3 separate regions of the Hordeum vulgare genome follow, and regions 1 and 2 are each linked to region 3. The links are chromatin contacts, called in public Hi-C maps. All regions are on one chromosome and are shown on one strand. Each heading gives the region's core, a stretch centred on a gene start, on an enhancer-like site or on the middle of the called end of the contact. The rest is flanking DNA. Distances are from core to core; before and after follow the strand shown.

Region 1 (3,499 bases), core at 455-2,954, 250 kb before region 3:
ACCAATAAGTATCCACAAAAGCAGTAAAAGCAGAAACAAATGCATTCCCCTTACCCAAAATCAAATTGTTTTCAAATGCCAAGCTGCGAGAAGCTTTTCCATCAACACAAGCAATAAATCTAGTCCTCGAAATATAAATAGCTCCTCCCCCGACATATCCCAAATATTTTTCATAGCACACGCAACGCACGAGCCTTAGGCACATAACGAGAGTATGAAAAACACTTTCGTCTTTGACACCACAATTGGAGCACATATCAGAATTAGTTTGATGGTGCGTTGCTCTATAACTTGGACTGCTAAACTATTGGATACAACACATTAAGCAAAAAATAATATCTTGTCGGGAGGGGATTATCTTCCGAATAATACCATACACACTCTCCTTTTCCATTCACAACACCACTAGACTGCCCGAAGACATCCTTGAGATTTAACACAAGGTTGTACGCATTGTTAACTAAAAAACAATTCTTCTCAAAATGCCACGCAATAAAATCATCATCTTCAGACGACATAATACGTAGACTAAATTTTCCTCTGCATCATGGGGATACAACATATTCCTTCAAGCTCGTCCCATCTCCTCGATCCGGTCAAAAATAAATGAGACACCCACTTGAGCCTTGTTTTGTTCCTTTTGCCCGTAATTTTTAGGCCAGAACTTCTCGAAAATCAATTATCTCTCCAAGTACTCATGCTATACCCATAAACAACCCTCCAATTATCAATTGGTTTGCCATGTCGATCAATGATTACTTGATTAGGGGTCAGTCTTTTTGGGCGTCTTAAAAAGTAAGTTGTCTCTCTTTTAGCTTTAAAAAAATAAACAACTCCTCAGATTGACTTGATTAGATGTCCCTGATGACTTTGTCAATCTCGTGATCCGTCTACTCCCTCTGTTCTTAATTTTCTTTCCGGAAGATTCTATTCCAAACTACATATGAAATGAAATGAATGGAACTATATTTTAAAATATATCTATATATATCTGTATGTAGTTCATATCAAAATATTTTAAAAATAATTATACTTTCTTCGTTTTTAAATAATCATAGTTGATTTTTTTAGTTTAGTTTTCTCTAGCTATAATTATTTATGAACGGAGAGAGTATATTTATGAACAGAGGATACAACGCATGTTGTGTTTCTCCAAACAAAATCTCGGAACCATTTTTGACCCTTGGCCAAAAACCAATCGGAACAAGGTGGCGTGTCAGCCGGGAACAAAGCCCCCGCACAAGATTTGGTTCCATCGGGCGCGACCCACCGGCAGCACGGACGGATCCATGTTGGTTGAGGCCGACGGTGCAACCGTACGTGCGTGCGCCCATGATATCGATACGACGCGCGCCCCCAGCAGTTCCGTCCTGGACGGGCCTCCCGCGCCGTCCGCTGCCCATCGCCCGGCCCCGCCGCTCGCCGGTTCCGCGGGCCGCTGCAGGGCGCCCAACCGGCAGCCCGGGCCCACCCGCCCCGTGCCATCCGTTCCGTTTCGGGAAGGCCGACCCCTGCCTCTTTTGCGCTCTGCCCCTCGTGCTTGTCTAGCATTGCACCGCAGCCCTAGCCAGGGATGGAAGCAGGGGCGTAGGTGGAAATAAGGCGTAGGGCTTGTGTCGGTGCGTAAAGCTCGGCGCCGTGACCGTTGACCGTCGGTGACCGGTGGCCGCCCGCCCGCCCGCCCGCCTCTGTCTATAACCAACCTGCCGCCGCCCCGGACCGCACAACACAAAGCTGGACCACAGGCAGCACCAGCCGCAGCAGCCGAGGAAGACGACGCAGCCGACACCGCCGACACGCGCGGAGCTCAAGAGAGGCCGGCGGCCATGTCGGCGGAGACGGAGCGGAGCTCCACGGAGTCCTCCGCGGTGTCCGGGCTCGACTTCGAGGACACCGCGCTCACGCTCACCCTGCGCCTTCCCGGCTCCTCCCCCGCCGACCCCGACCGCAAGCGCGGCGCCTCCTCCTCCTCCTCCTCCCGCTCCCTCGCCGACCGCTCCTCCCTCCTCGCCGAGGCTCCGCCGGCCCCCAAGTACGTGCCGCCGTCCCTCCCCCTCCCTTGTCTGTCTGTTCCCCGTAAAAAAAAGGCTTTCTTGCTTGCGATGAACCGCGCGGGAATTCGTTGGGTTGGGATTGACTGACCTGACTGGGGTTTCCGTTGTTCGTTTGGTTCGCCAGGGCGCGGGTGGTGGGCTGGCCGCCGGTGAGGTCGTTCCGCAAGAATGCGCTCGAGAACGTCGCCGCCGGTTCCACCAGGGCGGCGGCGGCCGCGCCGGCCAAGTTCGTCAAGGTGGCCGTCGACGGCGCGCCGTACCTGCGCAAGGTGAACCTGCGGGACCACGCCGGCTACGACCAGCTCCTCCGCGCGCTCCAGGACAAGTTCCGCTCCCACTTCACCATCAGTGAGTACCTCAGTTCGGCCCCTCCCCGCCTCCGGCCGCTGCTCATGCTTGCCGGCTTCATGTTCTGTTCTCAGCTGACGACGTGCTGGGTGTGGGTGCGCAGGGAAGTTCGCCAACGACGAGAAGAAGCTGGTGGACGCGGTGAACGGGACGGAGTACGTGCCCACCTACGAGGACAAGGACGGCGATTGGATGCTCGTCGGCGACGTCCCCTGGAAGTGAGCTTCTTGCGCCATCGTCCTCTCCTTTAACCTTGATGGTTTCGTTTCTTTACTTACTTACTTATGCAAAGTTTGTGTCCTAACGCTAATTTCTGCTACTATGTGCTTGCATGATTGTTTGGACTGGGTTAATTTGTTTGTCAGGACTGATCAAAGTGCTTATCCTTGATCTGGGTGAATTGACCAAATCCCGTAGTACTTTCACAAGTGATTTTTGTTAAGATTAGATTGCTTGCTTGATTGAGATCTGCAACGGACATGGTTGTGATGAATTGTTTGCTTTACGATTTGGGTAGGAAACACCAAGGTTGCTTTGTTTGCGGTTCAGAGCAAGAGATTGATTTTTCATACGTAATAATTCGATCCCCAGGAGATGTTGTTGGTTGTTGGCACTAACACAGTGCATTGCGTGGGCCTGTAGCATGAGATTTGAACAGATTAATTGCTTCTCTGATTCCGTCTGCATTTATCTTGTTATTGTAGCTTGTATAAGAATATGGCAGACCTGAGCAAAGTGATTTGGGAGCCAACTGAATACCATTTTTAAAGTGAACATAAGCTGTCCCTTTTCCCCCTGAAGTTAATCTGAATTCACCTAGTGGAGCATGGATAATCGAAGAAAACGAATATACTCTGCCTGATTTACTTGCATCTCTGTTTTTGAGCTCATGTCGCATCCAGAGGAATTGACCCTGTGGGTCTTATAAGAATTGGATGTTGGGTCCTTTCTTGGTTCTTGCGCCTCGGTAGTGCATTACAACTATTTGTATGCTATATACCTTAGCACATTATAAGAAAACTTTGATGTCCAGCTTCTTTCCAGTAACAGGGCAGACCATGATGCCTATCCATCAGCCTATGCCTAACCCAAAGAAT
Region 2 (3,806 bases), core at 1,212-3,711, 200 kb after region 3:
TACTCCATGGCATGTTTTTGACTCCCACGAGGTATTTGTGAGAGTGTCACTTCCCTCATCAGGCAATTTTGGTGGTGCAGTAAGCAGGGGAAGCAGAAGCCCGGCTGAGTATTATGGGACATCATGACATTGCCAAAGCATTTGGGAGGTTTGGGATTTAGAGATCTCAAGGTCTTTAACATTGCTCTTCTCGCAAGACAGGTGTGGCGCATGTTGCAAAATCCTGATGCTCTTAGTACACGAATCCTGAAAGTGGTTTACTACCCCTCAGATAACCTGTTTGAAGCGGGCCTGGGGTCTCATCCATCTCAGATTTGAAGGGCGGTCTTGGAGGAAAGGGATATGATGGTCCAAGGTCTTGTACGGTGAATCGGCAACGATGAAACGACAAACATTTGGACTGATAATTGGCTTCCAAGAGAGAATATGAAGAGGCCAATCACTTGTTTGGTTGCTTAGCCACCGACAAGGGTCTCAGAATTGAATGACCACGGTTCGGCTGCCTGGAATGAGCCACTGATCAGTTCAGTGTTCGTACCCATTGGCGCTGAAGCTATTCTACAGATACCGTTGTGCACACGACAAACTGAGGATTTCTGGGCCTGGTCAGAGGAGAGAAGGGGCAGCTTCACTGTCCAGTCCGCATACAGGATGATTCAGTGCACTAAGCTTGGCTGGGAAGCATGGTTTTATGAGAGAGAGACATCATCTAACAGCCAAAACAGTGATGGCTGGACTGATCTGTGGAATATCAAGGTTCCTTCGAAGATGAGATTCTTTGTGTGAAGGCTGGCTCGTCACTCCATCCCCACGGCTGCACTTATGAACCATCGAAACATGTCCACTACTAGCTCATGTTGCCTTTGCGCTGCGGAGGATACATGGCGCCGCGCTCTGCTTGATTGTTCGGTCTCAAGGAGCACCTAGGCACTCTCGAATGAGGCCATCGTGGACAGGCTAGCCAGAAGCAACGACGATAATGCTAAATCGTGGCTCCTTGCTATGCATGAATCACTCTCGGGGGAAGACTTACTTGTTTTTGTGGTCACACTTTGGGGTCTCTGGGGAGCACGTCGGAAAGCGATGTACGAAGACATTTTCCAACCTCCGCATGCTATTCATGAGTTCATTCAGTCTTATGTCATTGAGATTAACGCCATCCAGATGGTTGAGGTATCAGGTCATAGTCCACCAGAGAGCAGACCAACTCAATGGATCGCATCGCCACCGGGTCTGACAAAAATTAACAATCATGCAACTGTTGGGAGGGGTAGATCCCATGGCTCGGTTGCTGCTATCTGTGGGGATGAACAGGGTGTTTTCGTGGGTGCTTTGGCGATAGTCTTCCCACACATCTTTGACCTGGCCACCCTGGAAGCGCTTGCCATAAGGGGAGTCCCTAGCACTAGTCGATGATCTATATGAGAGGAGAGTTCAAGTTGCCTCTGATTGCAAGGTGGTTGTTGATGACATACAACAGAAGAACGAAGGAGCATATGGGGTGATTGTTCATGAAATTGTTCAACACAAGTCTACCTTTCTTTTATGTAAAATTAGTCATGAATTTAGGAGCTCGAATGTCGAGGCTCACAAACTCGCGAGACATGTTTTACCGTTTGGGGTTGGCTACCATGTCTGGTTAGGCCAGCCCAATGATCTTGATTTCGTCCTTCTAAACATTATGACGAATGAATAAAGCTTCGGAGTTTGTCTAAAAAAACCTAAATTAAAATTTGGTTGTTTGGTTTGGATCAGGGCGAGGAAAGTCCGGGACCTAGAACCTCCAAGTGATGAACGTCGTCTCTTGCCATTGCATGTTCGTGAGCTTTAGAGTCGACATAGGCAGGATGTTGTATATGAACTACATGTCGTGACAGATTTAAACATCTTTTGCAATTTCAAAATGTATTTTTTAAATTAACTACTTTTTAAAACACAAACATTTTTAAATTTGTGAACAAATTTAAAAAAAAATCAAACATTTGAACAAACAGGAACATTGGAAAATGCATTTTTGAAAATTACGAACAATATTAAAAAATACATTGTTTTTTTGAAATTTGTTGAAAAATTTATGATTCTTTCCAAAATTTCAAAACTTTTTTTGGTTTTTTTAATGCAATCATTTTTTATAAATTTTATTCTGTTGTTATTTTGATTCTTTTCTGAAAAGAAGCAAACAAAAATTTAAATTATAAACGTGTTTGAATTTATGAACATTTCTAAAATAAATTTGAAAACAGGAATATTTTATGGAAATCTGATCAAATTATAAAAATTACAATCATTTTTGAAGTTTCTGAACATTAAAAAAAGAAAATAAATAGAAATAATAAGATAAGAAAATGGGCCGGCCAGTACACCTGCGCCCTGTCCGAAGCCCCGACAATTTGCCGTAGCGTGCGGCAAAAGGGTTTATATTGGTGGTCCCGCGCGGCCCAGACCCTAGTCGAGCCGAACCACAAGTAGAACGGGGCCGTCTCACCCTCTCACTCGCTTCTTGGTCTCCTCCCCACCGGACCCGGCGGCGTCCCCCACCCAGTCCGCCAGCCGCACCATGGCGCCACCGCCGGAGCTGATGGACGAGCTCGTCGGCGAGGTTCTCCTACTCCTTCCTCCTGATGAGCCCGAGCACCTCTTCCGCGCCGCCCTCGTCTGTAAGTCGTGGCTCCGCGTCGTCTGCGACCCCTCTTTCCGCCGCCGCTACCGCGCCTTCCACGGAGCCCCTCCCCTCCTCGGCCTCCTCCAAAGGTTCCAGGTCCTCCAAGAAACGCCCCCGCCCCGCTTCACCTCCACCACGTCGATGCCAGACTTCCCCTACCCGGGCTCCGATGGCCAGGGTAAGCACCCCGTTCCCCTCGACTGTCGCCACGGCCGCGTGCTCATCCACGTGGTGCAGGACGAGGGCCTGGTCTTCGTCGTCTCGGACCCCGTCACGGGCGACCGGCACGTCCTACCCGCGCCGGGCATCGACTGGCTCATCTGCACCGCCGCCGTGTTCTGCGCCGCGGATGGCTGCCAACATCTCGACTGCCAAGGCGGTCCCTTTCGCGTGGCCTTCCTGGCCACCGACGACGGCGACCGTCTCGTTAAGGCCAGCGTGTACTCATCTGCGACAGGTGCGTGGAGTGCGCCAGTATCTCTTGACGACGGTTGCCAATGCTATGCCCAGCACATGCGAGATGACATTGCAGAAAACAGCTACCACCTACCCTATGTCATGCCTCGGCGAGCAGCTGTCATTGGAGATGAAGTCTACTTCACACTTCGGTCTGCTCACAAAATCGTCAAGTACAACCTGTCAATCAACTGCTTATCCATGATTAACCCGCCTCCACACAGGAGGAGCCCAATTGCTCTCATGGTGATGGAGGACAGCTCGCTGGGGTTTGCCTGCACTGAGAGTTCTACTCTTTATCTGTGGTCAAAGAAGGTGAACTCAGAAGCAGCTGCAAAATGGGTGAAATGCAGGATCATCGAGCTCAAGACAATTATACCCGTTGTCGATCCAGATTACAAACCATTTGTGGCTGGTTCTGCAGAGGGTGTGGGTGTCATCTTCATAAACACAGATGCTGGCTTATTCACTGTAGAGCTGAAGTCAGGGCGAGTCAGGAAGGTTGACGAGCCCGCACAGTACTTTAGCGTCCTACCCTACATGAGCTTCTACGCTCCAGGTATTGGTGCTAGACCTTGCTTCTTGTCTATTGTCTTGCATTTTCGTTACAGCTTCTGTATCTTTGCTTATTTAGTTGGTTGTGGTTTGTGAATAATTAGTCGTGATGAAAGTAATATATGTTTGTTAT
Region 3 (4,070 bases), core at 1,051-3,550:
ATTATTAGCTCACCCAATGCTTATGAGCAAAACAAGGCTTCCAATACTCATATAGTGGAAGCAATGATAAAAGCTTATGATGAGAAACTTGAACTTGAACTTTCCATTGCTATAAAATTGCATGATGAGAGGGAGCCCACCATAAAAATAAAGATAAATAAATATGAATGCAATTCTTTGTGTGACATTGGTGCTAGTGTTTCAACGGCACCTAAATCCCTTTGTGATGTGCTTTGTCTCACTAATATTCAAGAGTGTTCCCTAAACTTGCATCTTGCGGATTCTACCATTAAGAAACACTTAGGTGGAAATAATGATGTTCTCATTATTGCAAATAATAATTATGTGCATTTATATTTCATTGTGCTTGATATTGATTGCAATCCTACTTGTCCATTAATACTTGGAAGACCTTTCCTACGAACTGTAGGTGCAATTATTGATATGAAAGAGAGAAACATAAGGTTCCAGTTTTCATTTAATAAAGGGATGGAACAATTCCCTAGAAATATAACCAAACCACCTTATGAATCCATCATGAGGGCTACTTATGGGTTGAGTGTGAAAGATGACAACACTTGATCATATGCATTATGCCTAGCTAAATGCATAAAACAATAGCGTTTCTTGGGAGGCAACCCAATAGTTATCTTAATTTTTGCTTTTTACCTTCTGTTTGGGTGTTATAAAATGATTATTTCCTCTGTAATGATTGTGTTTTATATTTAAATTAGTGTTTGTGCCAAGTAAAGCCTTTGTCATGACTTGTGTGATAAGTAGAATTGATACAGTGCAAAAACACAAACTTTGACGTCCAGTGCAGAATTCTCTGATTTCACTGAAACGTCTTTTCAAGCTAAAATTTTTACACATTATTTCTATACAAATTCCTCAGGCCTTTCTATTTTTTCTAAATTTTTGAAGCTACATAAGTATAGGTTCTTTATAGATCATTACAGACTGTTCTATTTTAGACAAATTCTGTTTTTGCTTGCATAGTTTACGTGTTTTGATGATGCTATGGATTGTATCGGGGGTATAAGCCATGGATAAGTTAGAATACAATAACTATTATGCAATAATAAAATATGAATCAATTTATAACATTACCTAAAGTATTTTATATATCACTTATAGATAGGCCCTGGATGTATGGTCTATGACCCTACCACTAATAGATCACCCCATCAGGCACAACACAACACGACCTGACCAAACACGCTTAGTAAGTACACGAGCCATGTCCGGCCAACATGTGTGCTAACTTCCACGGCCTAGGCACGACACTACTATTAAACGGGTCGGCCCACCGACACGTTTAGCCGTGAGTCCACCATTATTTAGCCTATTGGACTACTTATTTGGCCTATAAAAAAACTAAGTTGAATGTGTCGTACCAGCACGCGTGTCCAACCTCCATGGACAGGCATGCCCCTAGGCAGATCACATGCCGAGCCGACTTGTCACGAGCTAGACATGCATGCTAACGGGCTGGCCAAAAAGGCACAACCCAATCGGCCAGGTTTGCTTGAGAGCCAAAATGCCTAACTCGGATAAAGAAAACGGAACTAGTTCTAAAAGTTTTAAGGATCACGATCCTTGTCTCAGAAATAATTTCTGGTTTGTGTAAATACAAAATCTATAACAAAATGTCTACTCAACGCAGTCGTCAACTCTTGCCTTTTTGCTTCCTCCCCAGTTGTCAAGTCGCTGGTGTTTCTCATAAGGATTGTGTTGGAGTCGTCATCATCACATAACTCATCTATCACGACCCAAGTTCTAAAAGCATGCGATATGTCTTGCAACCCGAAGAGATTCTCACCTAACCCAACATTTCGACAAGCACCGCTAAACCAAAGAGTGAAGCTCGATACCGAAGTAAAACGTTGACGAGGAGGAAGACGAGCCCGATCATGTGGGAGCACTACGATGATTATGTATTATCCAGTGTGTCCATAATAAAACATTATCCTTTCGAAAAAAAATACATTATTATTTCCTTCAAAAAAGACGTGAGGCTTTCACCATGATAAATTAATCGTAATAAGTTTCATCATCGAATAAAAAAGAAAAAAAGATAAACTGCCGAATGACATGACATTTCTCGACCGTTGCACCTGATCTCCTATTATCCAACATCGCCATCATCATCTCTGCAAGGAGAACAATTTACCAGGAGGAGGAAAGAACCGCTCGACAATCCAACGGCTGCCGTGCCACGCTCCCCATGACCGGACGGCCCAGATGAACCGTATCGTCCATGCATCATCACTCTGACGTTCTCTCCCTCACTCGCACTGTCGTCCTCCAGTGTGTCTGTGTACCACCGCCCCCTCCAAAACGCCAAAAAAAAAATCCCCACTTCTGCGCCCTTTCCCCCCTCCCATCCCTCCTCCCGAGATCCCATCCATGGCCGCCTCCCTCCCCCGGATCTGGCCCTGAGGCCGCCATTGCTGGATCCGCCTCCCCCCTCCGCGCCGTCGCGTCCCCGGCTCCTCCACGCGCCCCGTTGATTGAGGCGGCCCGTCCTCTCCTCCCTTCTTTGGTGGTGCGCTCATTCGTTGGTTCTTGATCCGTCGCATTTGCGCCGGTAAGCTGCCCGAGAGCAAGGAATTCGCCCTGAGATCTCCGGTTGCCGTTGCCGTGGAAGTCCACCCCCTCCCTGCCATTGCAATCCCCTGTTGCCGTCGCAAGGTGCGTCTTTTACATAAAATTTCTGCGAGGAATTTCACGGCCGGTTCTCGGGAGGACGGATTTCTCGCAATGGTTCTTTGATTGGGGGAGAATTTGATGTGGTGTTGGTGCCGCCGTATTCTGCCGCCATGTGGAAGCAATTTATCGGCAAGCTGTCGTGGAAATCGCTGAAATCTGGCCCTGGCGGCGGCGGCGGAGGGGGCTCGCCCACGGCGAAGTCCAATCCCATGTCTCCCAGGGAAAATGGGGCCTTCGGGAAGCCCCCCGCCTCGCCCAGGTCGCCCTCGGGGGCCGCCGGAGCCGAGGGGAGGTCCAGGGAGGACGCCTTCATCGAGAAGGTGACTATTTGCTGCACGGTGTACGACTTCACTGACCGGGGCAAGGACTCGCCGGAGAAGGAGAGGAAGCGGCAGGTCCTCATGTCCCTCGTCGACTGCATTGGCGCCGCCGAGGAGCCGCTCACGGAGGCGATGATGTCGGCGTGCGTGCGCATGTTCGCCGTTAATCTCTTCAGGGTCTTCCCACCCAAGGTCCGATCAGGCACCACCGCATCGGAGACAGAGGAGGACGAGCCCTTCTTCGACCCCTCTTGGTACCACCTGCAAGTTGTGTATGAACTGCTTCTGCGGTTTGTGACCTCGCCATTTGTTGACCCCAAGGTAGCCAGGAAGTATGTGGACAGTTCGTTCATCTCCAAGCTGCTTGACCTGTTTGATTCTGATGATCCCAGAGAGAGGGACTGCCTGAAGACAGTATTGCACAGGATATATGGAAAATTCATGGGAAACCGACCGTTCATCCGCAAGGCCGTGAGCAATATCTTCTATAGGTTCGTCTCCGAGGCCGATCATCACAATGGAATATCCGAGCTCTTGGAGGTGTTTGGCAGCGTGATAAGTGGGTTTGCAAAGCCATTGAAGGAGGAACATAAGTTGTTCCTATGGAAAGCGTTAATTCCGCTTCACAAGCCTAAGACAGTGGGTGTATATCTGCCGCAGCTCACATACTGCATAACACAATTTATAGAGAAGGAACCGAAGCTTGCAGGAACTGTGATTAGAGGTCTGTTGAAGTACTGGCCAGTTACAAATAGTCAGAAGGAGATGATGTTCTTGGGGGAGTTAGAAGAAGTGCTTGAGTTGATTGATATGGCCGAGTTTCAGAAGTGCATGGTGCCATTATTCCGGAGGATCGCAAATTGCCTCAATAGCTCACATTTTCAGGCAAGTTTCTTACCCTAGCCATTCATTACTATTTGTCCCTAAACCGTGTCTCCTCTGTATGATCTTCTTTTGTCTTGCAACAATTGCTAGGGTTAGAAATACCGACAGAAAACAAGATATGCTTGTGAAACATCAGTACAAGAATTTATCATG

The links. A called contact is a pair of places that touch in the nucleus more often than the background predicts.
Region 1: a contact with region 3 is called in a Hi-C map of leaf, with 3 times the contacts expected there. The contact joins the promoter of LOC123442994 here to the promoter of LOC123442995 in region 3. A contact is called at or near these places in 5 of 6 Hi-C or Micro-C datasets (leaf and seedling) and 1 of 1 datasets of contacts at active chromatin or transcription factors (embryo).
Region 2: a Hi-C map of seedling shows a contact between it and region 3, with 5 times the contacts expected there. The contact joins the promoter of LOC123442998 here to the promoter of LOC123442995 in region 3. A contact is called at or near these places in 2 of 6 Hi-C or Micro-C datasets (leaf and seedling) and 1 of 1 datasets of contacts at active chromatin or transcription factors (embryo).

The regions. Positions count from the first base shown.
Region 1 is chr3H:68,172,950-68,176,448 of MorexV3_pseudomolecules_assembly, forward strand. LOC123442994 (auxin-responsive protein IAA1-like) reads left to right here and starts at 1,705. Exons shown (of 5, transcript XM_045119202.1): 1 at 1,705-2,032; 2 at 2,179-2,402; 3 at 2,506-2,620. The coding sequence starts at 1,827.
Region 2 is chr3H:68,619,660-68,623,465 of MorexV3_pseudomolecules_assembly, forward strand. It overlaps LOC123442998, which reads left to right and starts at 2,462. Exons shown (of 3, transcript XM_045119207.1): 1 at 2,462-3,270; 2 at 3,343-3,677. The coding sequence starts at 2,558.
Region 3 is chr3H:68,418,305-68,422,374 of MorexV3_pseudomolecules_assembly, forward strand. LOC123442995 (serine/threonine protein phosphatase 2A 57 kDa regulatory subunit B' kappa isoform-like) reads left to right here and starts at 2,301. Exons shown (of 2, transcript XM_045119203.1): 1 at 2,301-3,917. The coding sequence starts at 2,823.